Regions from separate parts of the Sus scrofa genome. Here region 2 is linked to region 1. The links are chromatin contacts, called in public Hi-C maps. All regions are on one chromosome and are shown on one strand. The core of a region is the stretch at or near the end of the contact, and the rest is flanking DNA. Distances in the headings are between cores, read along the strand shown. Region 1 holds the start of SAV1 (protein salvador homolog 1). Region 2 overlaps NIN (ninein).

The links. A called contact is a pair of places that touch in the nucleus more often than the background predicts.
Region 2: a contact with region 1 is called in a Hi-C map of embryonic fibroblasts, with 1.7 times the contacts expected there. The contact joins the enhancer-like site here to the promoter of SAV1 in region 1. A contact is called at or near these places in 1 of 5 promoter capture datasets (liver), 5 of 47 Hi-C or Micro-C datasets (embryonic fibroblasts, fetal heart ventricle and fibroblasts) and 2 of 2 datasets of contacts at active chromatin or transcription factors (alveolar macrophages and skeletal muscle).

Annotation. Positions count from the first base shown.
Region 1 is chr1:180,431,669-180,437,098 of Sscrofa11.1, reverse strand. SAV1 (protein salvador homolog 1) reads left to right here and starts at 2,641. Exons shown (of 5, transcript XM_001927720.7): 1 at 2,641-3,125. The coding sequence starts at 3,032.
Region 2 is chr1:180,532,119-180,537,548 of Sscrofa11.1, reverse strand. It overlaps NIN (ninein), which reads left to right. Exons shown (of 34, transcript XR_002346861.1): 10 at 1,263-1,453. Among named protein-coding and RNA genes, the nearest start is that of NIN, 87 kb to the left of the region's middle. Within about 2 kb of position 2,843, at least 4 of the 83 cell types and tissues checked have an H3K27ac peak or open chromatin away from gene starts, as enhancers often do. A contact at or near this core is called in embryonic fibroblasts, where this site is marked.

The DNA.
Region 1 (5,430 bases), core at 1,392-3,891:
GGAGACCTGTGCCAAGGGACCATAACAGTAAGCAGCAATGGAGACAAGAACTTTGACAAAATGTCTTATTTGTTCATGGCAAAAAAAAATTGACCGTCTTAACTTTGTATAGAAAAAAATTCCTTGCCTTTTGTTAATTGTTTACATTTCTCGTAAGGTATTTCCTATAGCACTTTCCATTGTCAAAGCCTTAATTTGGCCACTACAGGGTGGATCTCATCTTATTTTCTAAATGTTATTCTGTACACTTTGCACCTCTGCTAAGTTATATAAAAGAAAATAAAGTCTATTTTAGATTCAAAATCCGAGGTCTTGACCTTTAGTGCTCAAAATTCTCAAAAAAATCTGACTGGAATAGTTAACTCTGATGAAAGAAATGTTCACATATTGAGATATAAGAAAGTCATTTTAGATTATACATGAGTTAACTTGAATTTTATGCTAAAGTAGCCTGTTTGTGGCCTATGAAACACACATTGTACATCTGCTTTAACTATTAAAGAAAAGGGCTCACTGACCAGAAGTAAAGAATGTCCATGTTAGAAGTAACTAATTTTGACACAATGGCTCTAACGCTAGAGCTTGGTGGACTCAATACCCAGCCGCCGCCCCCTGACCAAATGTTAGCAGCAGCAGCAGCAACTTCCGTGGCCAATCCAACCCGCACTCTACACTGGACGCTGGGAGGCAACAATAATCCATTGTTATTCACTATGCTTCTGGCTGTGTTTCCGCAGCGTATGACATCATACCTGATGTTAAGGAGGTGATCACTCAAGGTAGAGGCATTTCCAATGTAGAAGGAAACGAGGCACCGTGGATTCTTGCAGGGATCAGTCTAACATACGATCTTCATGATAAAATTTGTTAAATGTGCACTTGCTCTCGTCTACCGCAGTAGAATCCTTTGAAACAAAAGAAGCGGTTTAACGCCATGTTTGCGACCGTTTGCCCTGGGGTCACCGCACCGGTGGTGGATCTCCATACCAACCTCCAACTGAGGGAGGCCTCTGCGTGATTACTGGGTAGGCGGCTAGATATCATCACACTCAAGAAGCTATTTGAGCTGGCAGACCACCTAACAGTTGGCCCAACGGGAGAAGCGTTTATCGGCCAAAGTTGATTGCAACCTTTGCCGAGATGACTCCCTACATTACCATTAAATCATTCATAGAGGATGGACTCTTCATGCTGCATTTCCCCCCGTGTTGAAAGTGAGATTACACGATTTGTTGACGCTGAGAAATACTTGATTGATCTACATGGCCAAGGAATATTTCCGTACATTAAGGCTCTTAGGCTTCTAGGGAACGAGATGTTAGCCCCTGTAAATTTTCCTAATCGTTGTAAAGTTAACACAAGGAAACAAAAAGCTGATTCACTTTCAGTGATTATAAATCAACAAAGGAACAACTGTCCAGGATTTCTGAATATGAGATAGATGCAACACTTGCAAAGCCTCCAACCAAGCGTCCAACGCTAGACACCAATGATGCTGAAGGGTTACGGCTTGTTTTTGAGCTACAGAGCAGGACATAAATCTGGCCATGTACGTTTCAGAGGCTCAACCAAACGACATCAATCAGGCAACTCAGCAACACTTGGGCAAGAACAAGGGAACAGCAACAACTACAACATTTAGAGAAAAAAAAAAGTAACTTTCTGGGAACTGCCAGTGTTGGTATACCTTCAATGGTAAGCCTCACTTCCCAAGTGCCAAGGCCATACTGACTCCTGTGTTCCTAGCTGATTTTTTTTTTTTTTTTTGAAACCTTGAAGGAATATATTCCTGACTGGTTTAATGTTCTTCATTACATCAAGCTACAAAACTAAGAAAATCATTTTCTCTGGAGCACCTTCCCAGAGTTATCTGAGAAGCTGTCTTCTGGGTTTATAGTTCTCAGTTTGGCTCAAAGAAAACTATTCTCTACTCGTATTGTAGAATAATTGTTATTTCCATGACAACTCTAAGAAGAAATAATGTGGCTAGGAAGTAAGGACAGTCATAATTAAATTATGCTAACATCAAAATTGTCTTAAATAGGAAACAGTAGAAATCACATTTGGCTTTTTCCTCCGTTTTCTCATCAGAAAGATGCACTCCCTGGCACTCAGGAGACAGATTCATATCTGTTTAATTAGTGTTGGACGGCCTAATGCTTTCGCAAAATCAGGGATCTAGATTATTTTTTGGTGCGGCGCTAAGCTAAGGGTGGTGTCCCTTCAACTCTACTGGCGTTCTGTGTGAACACGGACCTGAATTCACCAGCCCAAAAAACTCTAAGAGGGGCGTCCTCTGCCGTGGAGGAGGACAGGAATGCGGCTGTCCCGCGCCACCCGCTCCCTCAGGGTCCGGGAAGAAAAATCTGTGGGTAAAAAGGGGCTCCGTTGCAGGAGCGCGCCACGGCCTCCGGCGCTCAGTCTGGCAGGCTTTGTCCTCAGACCTCTAGTGCCCGAGGTACCCGCTTCTCGCCGAGGGGGAAGTGAAGGTGGCTGCAGCTACAGGGCCGGCCCGCTAGCGGAGAGTTCGGCCAGCGGTTCTGTAGCGCCACCGCTCCCAGGAGCTGGAGTGGGGGTAGGGCAGCGGCGCTCGCGCCGCGTCGAGTTTCCCAGAATTCCCAGCGGCCGCGGGGAAAGTTTACAGGACGTAGGCGGCGGCGGCGGCGGCGGCGGCAGCAGCCGTAGCGGTTACTAGGCGGCCCGCGGCGGACCATGGCCCTGGCCGGGCGTCCCTGGCCTCTCCTCTCGGAGTACTCGGGCAGCGTCGGGGAGCGGGCAGACTTCCGGGAAGGAACTGAGAAGCGACTGAGCGGCGGTCGGCGCGCGTAGCGCCCCGAACATGCGGCAGTACCTGTGGGCGACCCGGGGCTGCAGAGAGGAGGAGGAGGAGGAGGAGGAGGCGGAGGCGACGGCGGCTGCTCCGGAGGGAAGGAGGCGGCGGCGCCGACGGAGGTGGCGGCGGGGAATCCCGGCGCCGGGCGCGGAGCCTTAGGGAGGCTTCTTGGCGTGGCCTGAGGCCTTGTGGACAAGGATGCTGTCCCGAAAGAAAACCAAAAATGAAGTGTCCAAGCCGGCCGAGGTGCAGGGGAAGTACGTGAAGAAGGAGACGTCGCCTCTGCTGCGGAGTGAGTGTCGGGCGGGGCGCGCCCACACCTGGCCGGGGTGCCCACGGGGACCCGGGCAGAGTGCCTGCCGCCTCTCTCCGCGGCTTCTTTTCCTCCTTGGTATCTGTGAAATACTCGTTTTTAAAATTTTCTTGTGCTTAAAGTGGTGTTGGTTGTATGAAAGCTGATGAAGAGTAAGAAACTTATATTCGTCCACCTCCGACCCCCTCCCCCCCAAATAACCACAGACTTCTCTGTCTACTTTCGTCAGTGTTGTTGGTTTTGATTAACTGGAAGAAAGAGGCTCTTTGGGAAACACTTAAATTGCTTATCCCCTGGGCTTATAGGAATTAAAGTGATTAGACTGGGGCACACTTTTTCTTCTAGTTACGTCGAGATTTGCTGTATGTTTGCAAACATTGCGGATGTCACTAGCCCGTTCTGCAAATTGGGCGAACTCTCGGGTAGAATTCCTTAGCCCAGCTGTTGGGTGCAGACTTAAGGAGATGAAAGGTGATCATTGCTATTGTAGCCGCTACCTAAAGCCTCATCAATCGTAGATCTTAGCGAAGAGGAGCCAAAATATGTATTTGGCTGTGTTCGTGAGAATTGCTTCAAATACCAGCTCCCCCGCCGCCGAGAATCAAAAAGGCAAAGTACTCAAAATAATTTCATATTTTACAGGAAGTTACCAAAAACTTTTTTTTTTTTTAACTCTAATAGAATGCATTTTTCTCCCACCCTACCCTGGCACTTTTCTTCTCTTCACTTTAAGTATTTGATTCTAATTTTCCAGCTGAATCTATTGAATTTTTAATTTTCGTGTGTTCAGAACATCTGTGAGGTAAGGAGCTAATTTGTTGGTGCTCATTCTACAGGCTGAGCCCTTTGTGTAAGTTTTCTTCTGGGAGGCTCCTAACCTTGTGACTTAAGCATTACCTCATATTGTAATTGAGAAAGCTTTTCATAGAGATTCCTAGTAATACTTGCCCAAGATCACACAGAAAGGGGTGGAGAGCATGTTTTTCCGTTATAACCACATCAGACTTGCAGATTTATCCATGTGTTTGCAGTGCTTTCTTATAAAACAGAGCATATTAGATGGGTACATCAGTAACGTGAAACTTGATTTTTAAACCTTTTTTTTTTAATCAGTTTTTCAGTTACATATTAGTATTTTGGTTGAGTTAATGATAACATGCAGTTTGCTGCAAATAAAGTTTATTGAACATTACTTGAAATAATGAGATATATTTGCCTTTTAAGTAAATAACTTGATAGAGTATTTTATATTTTGGTTTTATCAAATGTTGAGCCTTGTTTATTCTGATATTAATTTTTGTCTAGAGTTAGCTTCTGTTGCTTATTAATGTGAGTGCTCTCTGATAGTTTACTTAATGAACTTATAAAACGGTCGCCAAATCCAGTTTTCTTCTTGTTTTAAAGGTATTTGCTTTCTAACCGGGAATGCCTAAGCTATTAAATTCTGTATTCAGAAGTACTGTATCCTTAAAGCCATTGTTCTTCTGTTATCTTCTGTTTTGAATTATAATTGTTCTTAAAGGAGCCGTAGTTTCAGTCTTGGCATTTTCTTGAACAGATCCGACATTTGTGTGCCTTTTTGAAATGAGATCTTTTTATTTTTTAATTTTTGTAGCTAAATTGTTAGCTTTTCCAGCTTTTGATTACTACTTTTTGATTACAGCTTTTTATGTACTACTGCTACACAATTCGACAAGTAGGAAGGCCAGGTTATTCATTTTAAAATCTTTTTAAAGGAAATCACTTTTATGTGTTTGCGAATAGAATTATAAATTATTTTGTTTTCTTTTTTCTAAATTGTGTTTGCTTGAAGGATTTGAGGAATTTTGAAAATGAAGAAAAATCAACAAAACACACTAAAATGTTAACTTATGCTGGTAACTGTGTATCCATTTGTTAGATTGTTTACTGTTTTTATACATTTCATGAGTATTTCATTAATAACATATTTAATAGTTAAACTTATTGACATTTCATCATGTTATGTATGGTAAGATGCAAAATACATTTGATTCTGGCAGAGCTTACACATAACACATTCATACAAATTATAAATTCACTCGGGTGGAAAGATGTCAGCTCAAATTTTATTTTTGGCCACGCTCATGACGTGCAAATTCCCTGGCCAGGGACTGAACTTGTGTCACAGCTGTAACCAGAGCCACCGTTGGATCCTTAACCCTCTGAGTTACGTGGGAACTCCAGCCTCAATTTTAAAATACCCAAATACTGTCCTAAAATTTTTAATTATGTTTTCTTAAATCTGTTGAAGTTTTTCATTTTG
Region 2 (5,430 bases), core at 1,594-4,093, 100 kb before region 1:
GGGTTAATTATTCTCATACATAGGCTCTCACAGTAATCTATGAATAGTCCTAAGCTAAATAATCACCTATTAAAATACATCCTTTGACAAGTTTCAGATGTATCTAAGAAGCATCAAAACAAATTGACCTGAGAGTTCCCGTCGTAGCTCAGTGGTTAACAAATCTGACTAGGAACCATGAGGTTGTGGGTTTGATCCCTGCCCTTGCTCAGTGGGTTAAGGATCTGACATTGCTGTGAGCTGTGGTGTAGGTCACAGACACGCCTCAGATCCCGCATTGCTGTGGCTCTGGCGTAGGCTGGCGGCTATAGCTCCGATTAGACCCCTAGCCTGGGAACCTCCATATGCAGAGGGAGTGGCCCCAGAAAAGGCAGAAAGACTAAAACTAAAACAAACAAAAAAAACCACATTGGCCTTCTGGCCAGCAGATGGCACTGTGGTTCAGTTGATGGAATCCCAGCCGCTTCACAGCCTACCCTGGGTTAACTGTACTTGATTGTAATTACAGGTTCTCTAGGTCTCCAGACTAGACGGAGCAGTAACGGGCTTCATTTCTTTGATAAATAGTAGGGATAGCACTTAATGCTCTTAGCCCTGTAAGGTTCTTCCAGGAACACAAAATCATGCCAGTAATGAGCTCAGGTGTAATGACTCTACAGAACCTCTAATATGGAATAGAAATTGTAACTAGAAGTGAGAACTTTTAGTAGAGGATAAATACATTTTTATTTTTTAATAAGTAGTTTGATCCTTAAATCTTCCAGTAGAACTTATCCATAATATATCATAATAACTTGCCCTTGCAACCATTTATTCTTCCAAGTTAGGTTGCTTATAGGTCAGAATATTTATATGTGTAAAGATTTGGGCTAATCTTGAGATTTTATAATTATGATATTATTTCTTGCTCAGCAAAGCAGTTCTAGTGCTTAGACTGGAAAGAAAGTGGAAATAATAAAGTCTGGTAGCTATAGTTGAGATAGGGCATATAGAGCTCTTTAGAATGGCTCTCAGCCAGCCCTCTCTTCTGATCACACCAAAGCTTAAGCCAGTGCATGTTTTCCTTTGGAATAAAACAGCCTTAGAACCTTGGCATGACTGCACAGGAGATATTTCTTACATGGGTACGACTGCCAGTGAACAAAAAACTGCCGGTTGGCCCCAGTTGCACCTAAGAACCAGTGGTTCCCTTCATTTGAACCCACTCACTCACTCTCTTTGAAATTCCTTTTGGGATAAAACCATGTATGCTTTTATTTCAGGTCAGTTAAGATTTTGGAACCCAGATGATTTAAATGCCTCAAAAAGTGGGTCTTCCCCTCCTCAAGACTGGATAGAAGAGAAACTACAGGAGGTTTGTGAAGATTTGGGGATTACCCGTGATGGTCACCTGAACCGAAAGAAGCTGGTCTCCATCTGCGAGCAGTATGGTTTACAGAATGTCGATGGAGAGGTAAGCCTTGCATCATATTTTTATTCAGAAATAATAATCATGATAAAGGCTAAATTGGCCACAGGCCAGAACAGCCATATTTTTGGTTTCCTGCAGCACATTACAGAGACTCTGTTCTCTCTTTTTTTTTTTTTCCTGGCAAGCTGGCCGTGAAGATTCTGTCTACGGGGAGCTAAGTTGTGTTGTGGAAAAGAAAAACTGACAATAGCTGACACTGAACCCATACTATGTGCTCCTCGCTGTGCTAAGCACATTATTACCCTACAGTGTTCTCAGACACAGCTCATTGTAGCCATGATGTCAATATGGTGTAGTGTGGTGTTCACAGAGAAAGTGTGGGAACGGTGGAAAGGAAGAATTAGTTGGGGAGTTCGGGAGATTTGAGTTGGGGGAATACTTTGAAGGCCAGGCTGATAAGTGTAGTTTCTTGGAGAGAAGATCTCAGTATCACCCCTGAGCAGATTAAGCAATATACAGGAAAAACTGAATTGCCGTGGTAGTCTGAACCTCTTTTATGGGGTATATTGGTGTAAAGGGCACCTTAGATTAGGAGACCAGCCAGGATCCATTATAATAATCTGCCTATGAGGGGATGGAAAAGAGTAGGTTAGTGGTTTTGAAAATGCACAACAAAAGAGTCCCAAAGGAGCTCCCAAAAGACTCTTGCTTGGTAAAATTCTGAGCTTTGTGTTATGTGAAAAATAAGAGGATCTATGGCCATACCACCCCTGAACACGCCCGATCTTGTCTGAAAAATAAGAGGGGTGGTAGGACTGGGTGCATGAACAGCCATGAAACATAACAACATAAAAATTCCAAGATATGTCTTTCAAAGAGCTGAAAATTAGGATTGGAGAGATTCAGAGGTTAGGGCTGCAGTTATGGTTTTGGGAATCTTGGAATATAATATTTTAAACCATATTATATGCTTGCTCAGATGATATTTTCCTAAACCAGAGAGAGATTTATTATCAAAAGCTTCCAAGTAGCCTAGCTTGCAGAAAAGTTCTTTCCCCCTTCTTTGTTGAATATGTGACCGTCACACACCCCCTAACTACCTTTTAGTGGCTCAGTGGTCATTTATTTTTCAGTGGTGGCTGTTGAGTCATAAAATTAAATTCATCCTCCTAAATTATAAACCAGTGCAGTATGCAGAACCTTGGGTTGTTTTTGTCAAGAAATGTTGCACAAACTGGGATTATTTATCTAAGAACAACTCTTGGAGTAAACTGAAGCCATTTGCAGGGAGATGGATTTTCTCCAGTGGTGGAGTTTCCACAACCTGGGAAAAGAAGTGGCATAAATTCTTTTCCTCTGATCTGAGGGGATGAGTAAAGGATTGCTTGTTGAACATGGCTTTTACATGGTGTTTCCTTCCCCACCAAAGTCATGAAATACTGTAGTACTTTGTATTACTAGCTCTAGACCACAGGGAGGCTGAAAGTTCAAGATGATCTCATCAGCATACAATTTGGAATCCTAGAATTTTACAACTGAAAGCAATTTTAGATTTAGTCACCCCTCATTTTATAAATAAAGTGAGACCACTGCTGCTTGTTGCCATAATCATGAAGGGAAACTAGATTCACTGTCTTATGACTGAAGCTAGTTCCCTGCCTTCTGGTAGCAAGGACAGCTGCAGGGCAGGGATGGCAAACTATCTTCCCAGATGCCAAATAAGACCTGAAGCCTATTTGGCCTTCCCAGTGTTGAAAAATCGAACTTGCTATGCTTTTTAAAATTGGGAGATTTTTCTAAAAATCAGAAGATCTGGGGAGTTCCCATTGGGGCTCAGTGGTAATGAACACAACTACTGTCCATGAGGGTGTGGGTTTGATTCCTGGCCTCGCCCAGTGGGTTAAGGATCCAGCATGGCCATGAGCTGTGGTGTAGGTTGTAGACGAGGCTCAGATCTGGCATTGCTGTGGCTGTGGCATAGGCCAGCAGCTGCAGCTGTGATTCTACCCCTAGCCTGGGAACTTCCCTATGGTGCAGGTGTGGCCCTAAAAAGACAAAAATAAAAACGAAAAAAATATAACATCTGGCTCCATTTTGCTGGCAGTGAGAAGCAGCTAGCCCCTTTGGACAGGGCATGCCCTCATGTTTTCAGTTCACTGCTTTATGTATTACTTTTTTTGGCCACGCCCATGGCATGTGGAACTTCTCAGGCCAAGAACCGAACCTGCTCCACAGCAGTGGCCCAAGCTGCTGCAGTGACAACACTGGATCCTTAACCTGCTGAGCTATAAGAGAAGTCCTTCAGTTCACTGCTTTAAATGGCATGACTTTCGAATGTCTCAAGACCATCTTGCCTCATTCATTTATATCACCCTCCTGGCCCCTCTGGGTATTTGGGTTTGTGATCCTTATTCCCAAATTAAACACTGGGAGATCAACCATCCAAAGACCTGGCTGGTCATGGGGAGTAAGAATGTCCTCAGGGTTCTAGATTCAGCTCCGCACAGGTGGCAGGGGTTCTCCAGGTGTCCATTTGACCTGCATGCCTTCAAGCCCAGCCCAGCCTGCCCACCCTCTTCTGAACCCACCCGCTTTTATTCACCTCTTGCCCACTCTCCCAAGTACAGTGATTGGCAGGACTCACTTGCTACATCACTTTGAACAGGTCAGGTGATGGGATTTTAGGCAGTCAGGAAGCTATGCTTTGATTTGGTCAAGATCCCAAGGCCAGCCAGTGTGGAGCTCAGGTTAGAGCTAAAATGTGCCGGTTAACTTCAGTCAGCACTGAACTTTACTGTGGCTTCTAGTTTGACAGTCCTGAAAGCCTAGACCTCTAAGAAAATGTTCTTTTGGTTGATAGGAATAAGACAGAGAAGCTAAGGAAGCTTGGCAACCTCAGAGTTTTGCCCAAAATACCTTTCCATCTGTTTCACCATATGATTCTCTATTAGGAATAGTTGCTTCTTCCAAAGATTTCTACTCTTTAGAATGATTTTCTTGTTTCGTGTCCTCTCCAGAGGAAGTATAAAAACAAGAATAGGGACAGATGTTGCCTATTGGATATGAATTAGAAAAAAGCATTCAAGATAAAATAAATGCCTCGTGCACTTGGATAAAATCAACAATTATGAGATGACAGGAATCCTAGCAATAGTCCAGATTATGAAGTGAATATTGAAAATTTGAGGGTTTATTACAAAGAGACCTTTACTAGAATGGACCCAATTGTAGGCTCTAATGCAACAAGAATTTAGTTGTTTATTCTGTTCCTTGCTACTCAGGAAATTGGACATCACCTGAGAGCTTGTTAGAAATGCAGAATCTCAGGCCCCACTCCCAGATTTAATTATATCAGAGTCTACATTTTAACAAGATCCTCAGGAGATTTCTGTTGTATATACTGGGGTCATGTCCCTATGGAAAAATACGAGTCCCCAAAATAAAGAGAAGTCTAATTTAGAGGATGACGGAGGTCTTTGCCTTCCTCCCCTGTTTCGTGGTGTCTATGACTCATGCTGCTTTATTCCCTTTTCCATTCCTCTGTTATGCTAGGGAGCAAACTACATCCTAAGCAAGCCTCTAGAAGGGGCTGTAGTCCAGTCTCCCCTTCCCCAGTTATAGGATGAGGACTACCTGATCACTGTGAGAGGGTGCAGAGTAGTCAGGCAAATTGCATTTTCTTTACATCTCTCGGAATCTTTCTGTTGCACACACATGAAATCCTTCCTATCCAGTCTTCATTCCTCCTATGCTAAAACATGAAAAGAAAGAAAAACCCCAAACATGCAGTGTTGTTCAAAGTAATGTTCTAAATCCTAAGTCATGAGTTTCAGACCCAAACTCTTAGGTCATTGCAATCTGTCACAGATTCAATTCTGCTGGGCTAACGTACTAATTTTCAAAATTTAATATAGGCAAAATATTATGTGGCGTCACCACAATATAATAGCTTAATGAATATCCAACTATTTTCTATTATATGACACTGGGAAGCTATATCTTTGTATTTTTTAATGTCT